Regions from separate parts of the Podarcis muralis genome. Here region 2 is linked to region 1. Evidence: chromatin contacts called from public Hi-C data. All regions are on one chromosome and are shown on one strand. The core of a region is the stretch at or near the end of the contact, and the rest is flanking DNA. Distances in the headings are between cores, read along the strand shown.

Evidence for each region. Hi-C and Micro-C count contacts between places; a contact is called where the count stands out from the background.
Region 2: a contact with region 1 is called in a Hi-C map of tail, with 2.1 times the contacts expected there. The contact joins the promoter of HDDC2 here to the promoter of TRMT11 in region 1. A contact is called at or near these places in 2 of 3 Hi-C or Micro-C datasets (blood and tail).

The regions. Positions count from the first base shown.
Region 1 is chr3:65,321,516-65,324,951 of rPodMur119.hap1.1, reverse strand. TRMT11 (tRNA methyltransferase 11) reads left to right here and starts at 1,914. Exons shown (of 12, transcript XM_028723343.2): 1 at 1,914-2,035. The coding sequence starts at 1,928. LOC144327267 (a long non-coding RNA gene) reads right to left here and starts at 1,837. Exons shown (of 3, transcript XR_013392251.1): 1 at 1,704-1,837; 2 at 235-305.
Region 2 is chr3:65,544,496-65,548,251 of rPodMur119.hap1.1, reverse strand. HDDC2 (HD domain containing 2) reads right to left here and starts at 1,495. Exons shown (of 6, transcript XM_028723330.2): 1 at 1,337-1,495. The coding sequence starts at 1,381.

The DNA of each region.
Region 1 (3,436 bases), core at 665-3,164:
GAAACCAGAGCAATGCACAGAAACGCCGTTTACCTTCCCACCGGAGCGGTACCTATTTATCTACTTGCACTTTGATGTGCTTTCAAACTGCTAGGTGGGCAGGAGCAAGGGACCGAGCAATGGGAGCTCACCCCATTGCGGGGGTTCGAACTGCCAACCTTCTGATTGGCAAGTCCTAGGCTCAGTGGTTTAACCCACAGCGCCACCCACATCCCTTAATAGTGCTCTACTTGCCTTCTATTCGTAATAGCAATTCAGATCATACCCAGCCTGTTGCACCTGTTTTCACTGTATAGTTGCATGACCTGAAAGATAAAACAGTAGGCCAACCCTGTACTATCCTTTAGACAAGTTTGGTTACTTAGACATAATTCTGTGCATGTTTATATTGAAATCTCACCAAGTTAAATAGAGCATGGGTCCAGTGGAGTAGGATGTGGTGGGTGCCATTCCACTTTTCAGACAGACCTATAACCATCTCACATTTCAGGTGGGCATAACCCAGTTTGGTCTAACCATCCCACTTCTGCTTTTCTCCTCACTTACTCCCAAGTTTATATACACATAGGTTACAGACTCAACACATGTCATTTGGAAGCAGGTCCCTTTATAGTCAATGGTGTTACCAATGTGCACAGGATTGCACCAACTTTCCTACATGCTAGATATATTCAAGTGAAACAATTATGTGCATTTGCTCAAGGTAACACCAAAGGTATTGATTGCTTGGTCTGGATCAATGTGCCCTTGGAAAAGCTAACGTTATATTTAAATATATGCTTATCTTGTAGAGTTTCTCTTTTCTGTGAGTGAAAATTGAATTGTCACCTCTGTAGCATGCCAATAATTACGATGCATGGCCTTGTTGACCTCTTTGTAGCACCTTCATTGATAGAAGTCAGTTAACCAGAGTACAGTCACCTTATTAATTGCCACAAAGGGGTATGGTTCCTTCTACAGCTGTGCATTTTTTAAGGTGGAAAGAACATGCAAGATTCTATTTGAGGTTTCTGTAGGTTTTTAACTACAGAAAATATTCCACTTGATATAAGATAAAAAGGTAAAGGTATATAAAAACAATTTCCATAAAGGCTTGTGAGTTCAGTCTTCAATACCCCTACTTTAATAGGTAGAAAATGGAAACAGACCAACATCAGCTTAACTATTTGTGTTTGGATAACCCTAGTAAAAAGGTTCCAGCACTCCTGTAGTGCAAATTCATTGTACATGAACAGCAGCAAACATTTTCTGATAAGTGCAAGTCCTCAGATTTCTAGAAAATTAGCATGTAGCTAAATGCATGTTCACCAGGTAACTAGTTTATGATAAGCCTGTGTAAAACAGCAGGCGCTCATTTTGGAAGCTGGCTTCTTAGCTTTCGCCTTGATCCACACGTATTGCGTGTGCGCCACTGACAGCCGCTGTATTAAGTTTTCAGGCTTTGCAGCCGCTTGCCTATTTGTGCCTCGAAACCATCTACGTATCTCAGCAGCATATTTCTCATAAGAAGTCGCACTGATTTCTATGGCGCCGATTCCTACATGCGAACTAAATGCACGTTGCTTGGAATCGCATTTCAAAGCGCTGCGTGCAGCTGATGACAAGGATGCATGTCGAGTAGCGGGATGCTACACATTCTCTTCCACTCAGCGGTGGAAAAAAGGAGTGTTATAGAAAGGAATTTTTATTGCAAACATCCTCACCTTAATCCCGTGGCGCAGGCTGCAGTCGCTTTTCTAGCACGTATATATAATTGACGGGATCTCCTTAAGGAGAAGAAAGGAAGGAGACACTTCCTGGGGCGCTGCAGCCCCCTGTCCCGGGCTCCCTCCTCCCGCCCGCCATTCCTTCCCCGGCTTCCCTGCTCCTCCCCTCGCCCTCAAGCGCCGCCTTCCCGCCGTGATGCTGCTCTTCTTCCTCCGCGCGCATGCGGGCTTCGGGAGGCGGAGGCGGCGGTGCGATGGCGCTGCCCAGCGCGGGTCTTCCGTGCTACCTGCTGCTGCTGGCGCAAGAGAACCTGGAATTCCGGCTGCCGGTGAGTCCTGAGCGCGAGAGCCGCAGCGACGCCCGGAAAGCACAGCGCGCGCGCGGAGCCGCTCCTGTTTCTCCCCCACCCCAAGCCCACAGGACAAGCGAAGGAAGAAAGGAGCCTTTGCTTTCCGGGCTGCTGACAAAATGCATTGTTTACGAACGAGCCCCGGGCTTTTCAAAGGCCCTCCTTCCGTGTGCAAATCACACCCGAGGGGGGCTGCTGCAAACCCCCGTTTCCTTGACATGGCGGAAGAGCCCGTTAGTTTCATTATGGTAGCGGTGTGCCAATGAAATGTTGATTCATACATTGGATTTCTATGTACAGTATAGAAACACAGATACGTGTGCTACAGCAGCGCCGGATTTATGTACTGTATAAGCTAAACAAGCTTAGGGCCCCACTCTCTTGGGGGCTCCCAAAAAAGTAAAAGGAAAAAAACCCTGGATGTACTTTGATAAAATACATATTTGTTATGTGCAAATGGCTTTAGATACCTATTAGGTCCATAAATTACCATATAGCATATATTCAACACACAAAAACAGCGACAATTTGTTGTTGGCAAAGGACAGCTGGACATATAAAGGGCCCCATCACCTTCAGTAGCTTAGGGCCTCAGCAAACCTAAATCCGGCCCTGTGCCACAGTAACAACCAAAAGCAATACCCCCACCACACATACTGTATTGGCCTGAATATAAGCCTCATTGCCCCCCCCCCCCAATTCCAACCGTAAAAAGTTTAAGTGCGGCTTACATTCACGACCTTACAATATGCAGCAAGGAGCGCGGGGCAAACAGTGCCAGGAGCGGGGCAAAGCAGTGCCCTCCCCGTGCGTAGTCCCCTGTTCTCTCACCCAAGGCCGGGAAGGGAGACAGTGAGGAAGGGGAAACGCAGCAGCACGGATCTCTCTCTCTCCCCCCCCCCCCCCCAGTATGCAGCCAGGAACAGCGAGGAAGGGAGTGGCTTATATTCAGCTATTTCCCCCTTTTTTCTCCCCCCTTCCAGTTTTAAAGGTGCAGCTTATATTCGGGCAAATACGATAGATTGTGGCGGGGGCGTAAATTGTTTTATTAGCCAAAGGCCTGGGAGAAGAGAAATGTTTTTGCCTAAAGGTATGTAAGTAAGGCGCCCGGCGAGCCTCCCTGGGGAGACCATTCCACAAATGGGGAGCCACCACAGAAAAGGCCCATTCTCATGTTGCCACCCTCTGGATCTTTCATGGAGGAGGCACACGAAGAAGGGCCTCGGATGAGGACTGCAGGATCTGGGTCAGTTAAGATGAGGAGAGGCGGTACTTGAGGTATGTGTGCCCATTGGTTCACAATCTGCAGATCTGATAGCCCATTTGAGCTTGGGGGAAAAAGGAAGAACTCATGCCTGATAGTTTAGAAAGAGAGAAGGT
Region 2 (3,756 bases), core at 246-2,745, 220 kb before region 1:
CTGATTATAAATATTGTTAAAAGACAAAAAAAAAAAAAAACCCCAAGTAATTCCAAGACATTATTCCTATAAGCACCTGTGCCCCAGAAATAAAATATTTACTTCCTAGTTCCCCAGGTGGATAGTTTTGTATACTGGGTGTGAAATGTTGAACTTTGAGAATCCTGCCTGTATCCTATCTTACTAAGCTTACTGCAAAGCTGAACTACTAACTGCAGTCTTTAGGTTCTGCAAGGCAACAGAGGCAATTTATTAGGCAATCCACAAACTGCCATTTCCCCTTGCTTCCTTAATAAGCCCTCTCCGCTCTTCGGCCTTCTATTACTTGTAAACTACCTCACTTTCATTGCCGGCCAACTTTTCCTCCAGTGTCCCTTGGATTTACCACCATCCCCTTTTGCAACAGATTCCTTATTATTTCTACGTTATCCGGTCTCCAGGTTCCTAAAGCAGAGTCAGAACACAGAAGTCCTTCAGCCGGATAAGAAGGTGACCAGGCGCAAGCATCGTATGCACCTTTGTACTAAGCAAGTCTAATCTAAGCAGAAGCACGTGTTTAGGATTGCAGCCTTATCCTACGCAGGTCTAACTGTACATCCCACTGAGCTCAACAGGATTTGCCGCAGGAAAAATCTGCAAACTGCAGTCCTAACCCTGCCTCGGCCCAGTATACCTGAAGGTATGTCTCCACCCCCATCATTCAGCCTGGACACTGAGGTCCAGCGCCGAGGGCCTTCTGCCTGGTTCCCTCACTGCGAGAAGTGAAGTTAAGGGAACCAGGCAGAGGGCCTTCTCGGTAGTGGCGCCCTCCCTGCGGAACACCCTCCCACCAGATGTCAAGGAAATAAAATACTACCTGGCTTTTAGAAGACAACAGAAGGCAGCCCTGTTTAGGGAAGTTTTTAATGTTTGATATTCTACTGTATTTTAAATATTTTGTTGGAAGCAGCCCAGAGTGGCTGGGGAAACCCAGCCTGATGGGCGGGGTATAAATAAATAAATTATTATTATTATTATTATTCAGAGGTAGGTCCCGCCGCATTCAATGGGGCTCACTCCCAGGTAAGTGGGGTTTGGACTGCAGTCTTAAATAAATTATTATTATTATTATTATTCAGAGGTAGGTCCCGCCGCATTCAATGGGGCTCACTCCCAGGTAAGTGGGGTTTGGACTGCAGTCTTAATCGATGCTAAAAAGGGAGGGTGAGGAGATGCATGGGGGTTTTGTGCTGCAGCACCTTTGGGGACGCATACTGCGAAGATGGGCAAAACTGGTGCATTGACGCCCCCCTCCCCCACATTTGCTCCCGACCAGCCAGTCAGGGTCTCTGCTCACCTTCAGCTGCCCCACCAACTTCAGAAACTGCAGCAAGCTGCCCATGGTGCTGGCTACCAGCGCAGGAGCCTGGAAGCGGCAGGAGCTGCGGCCTCCCGCCTGCCTGCCCAAGAGCGGGTGGGGAGGAAGTGACGACACCACAGGCTCGGCTCCTCGGTTCCTGCGCCACGCGGCTGCTCATTGGCCAGCGGCGCAAGTCGGCGACGCATTACGGCCCCGAACGCCGGCTAGCCTATGGACACGCACGCGTGAAAGCCTTGGTCGTGGGGATGCGCCTGAGGCGTCCTCTGCACCGGTTCTGCCAGCCCGAGCCTTCGGAGGTCTCTTTGGCTTCTCCTCTCTAAGGATATAGGACGTTGTTTTCAAAAGCAGGAGCTTCGCTTCCCCTCCTTCCTCTCGAGGGTGGGAAGCAAAGCGGAGTCCGACGCAGCCGCCCCCACTTTCCTTCCTCCTCCTCCTGGTTTCTGTAGATATTTCGTAGCACGTGGCTAAACCCTTGCGAGTGCACAGCCAAAACACCCATTGAAGTGTTTGCTGAAGTTCCAGGTGAAGCTGCTCTGGAGGGGGAAAAGTCGTGTTGTTTCGGCCAAGGTTCTTGGCGCGTATAACCTAAGGTTACCAGTTACAGATAGGTAGCCGTGTTGGTCTGCCATAGTCAAAACAAAAAAAAATCCTTCCAGTAGCACCTTAAAGACCAACTAAGTTAGTTCTTGGTATGAGCTTTCGTGTGCATGCACACTTCTTCAGATACACTACACTCATGTATCTGAAGAAGTGTGCATGCACACGAAAGCTCATACCAAGAACTAACTTAGTTGGTCTGTAAGGTGCTACTGGAAGGAATTTTTTTTGTTTTGACTAAGGTTACCAGATTTTTTTCAATGAATCCGGGAACGCTTTAATTACTTAATTAATTGCTACACATTCCGGACGTTAATTCTGCAGCGATGGCAGTGGGGTGGCTGCAGCCTCGACCTCAACCGCCACGGTTTCCTTTCCTCCAAAGCGTCTTATCTCCATGAGCCTGGGCAGCCCCTGAGTTGTTGGTTCTTTGGTGGTGGGGGGAAGAGGTGCGCGGTGGGTCAGGCGAGAAGAAGGGCCGAGAGTGGGCGGTGCATGCCTCCCTTCCCATCGGAACAGCTCCAATCCCATTCATACTTGCCTGCAAGCAGGAGGGGGCGGGGAGCCCTCAGCTGGGAAGGGAGGCTTCACTATACTGTAACGACATACAAAAAAGGACTTTTACCGTTAGTCATTATTTCTTACATTGGCACAGCGCCTCCTACTGTGTTAAAAAAGGAACTGCCCGAAGGCACCACGTCACACTCTCGGTAAAAAGAGGAAAAAGTATTTTAATTTTTGCATTTTAGCCTGATATAAATATTGGATTGCCAGCGCTGTGTTTAAAACGCCAATTGTATAAAATAGACAAAAGAGGAAGAAAAAGTTGCCGCAAAAGGGAGAATATTTATGCGACACATTGCACTCCCATGTAGGCACCCATCCAAATACAGACCGGAGCTGTTTCTGCTTAGCAAATGGACGACTACATGCGCACTGCAACGAAGCCACAGTGTATTACGCGAGAAAAGCTGGTTCTGTGGCATATTTAAGTCCCTTTGTCTTCAGCGAGTTTTTCCCACCAACTTCTTGCAAAGTAATGTTAATAGCACGCCAAGTATAAGAACATTTAATTAGGAAACAAGCTCAATTCAAGCCCCTTTAAAAAAACACACCCACCCGTGTTGTAAGCCAATGCACGCTTAGAAGACTATATAAAATATGCAAAGGGTTTGGATAGATGGATTTTATTTCTATGCGACTTTTCATTCAAAAGATCCCAAAGCGGCTTACAAACAAATAACAGCAACATGGTAGAACATAATCTTACTGTGCATTAAAATACACATACAATAATGTATGTAGCATTACGTGAATTAGGAATTACCTGAGCGCACAACACCACTCTTAGTACTTTCTTTCTTTCTTTCTTTCTTTCTTTCTTTCTTTCTTTCTTTCTTTCTTTCTTTCTTTTTTTTGTTTTTTTTTGCATTTTAGCCTGACGAACAAAATCGAATATGCAGAGAGTTCGGATGCATTTTTACATTGCATTTTTACAAGATAGCAAACTGCAAAAACAGTCATCAATAACTGCAGCAAAAGCAGGGGAGTGTGGAGGATGTCCTTAGCACTTGTGCATGTAGGGTTCGCGACCTGCCCAGAAGTTTGCGGTTCTTACAGCAAAACCGGACTACCATGCAACCGACATCTGATGCTGAAAAGGATGATTAACTACGAACACCGCCCCCAATTGGGATCCCCTCCAAACCTGTGCAACCCTTTCTGAAATGCAGGAAAGCTCCTTAACAACCCACCCATCGCCCAGCCCCGGGGGGAGGTGTTGGCTGCCAGTCCTTCCT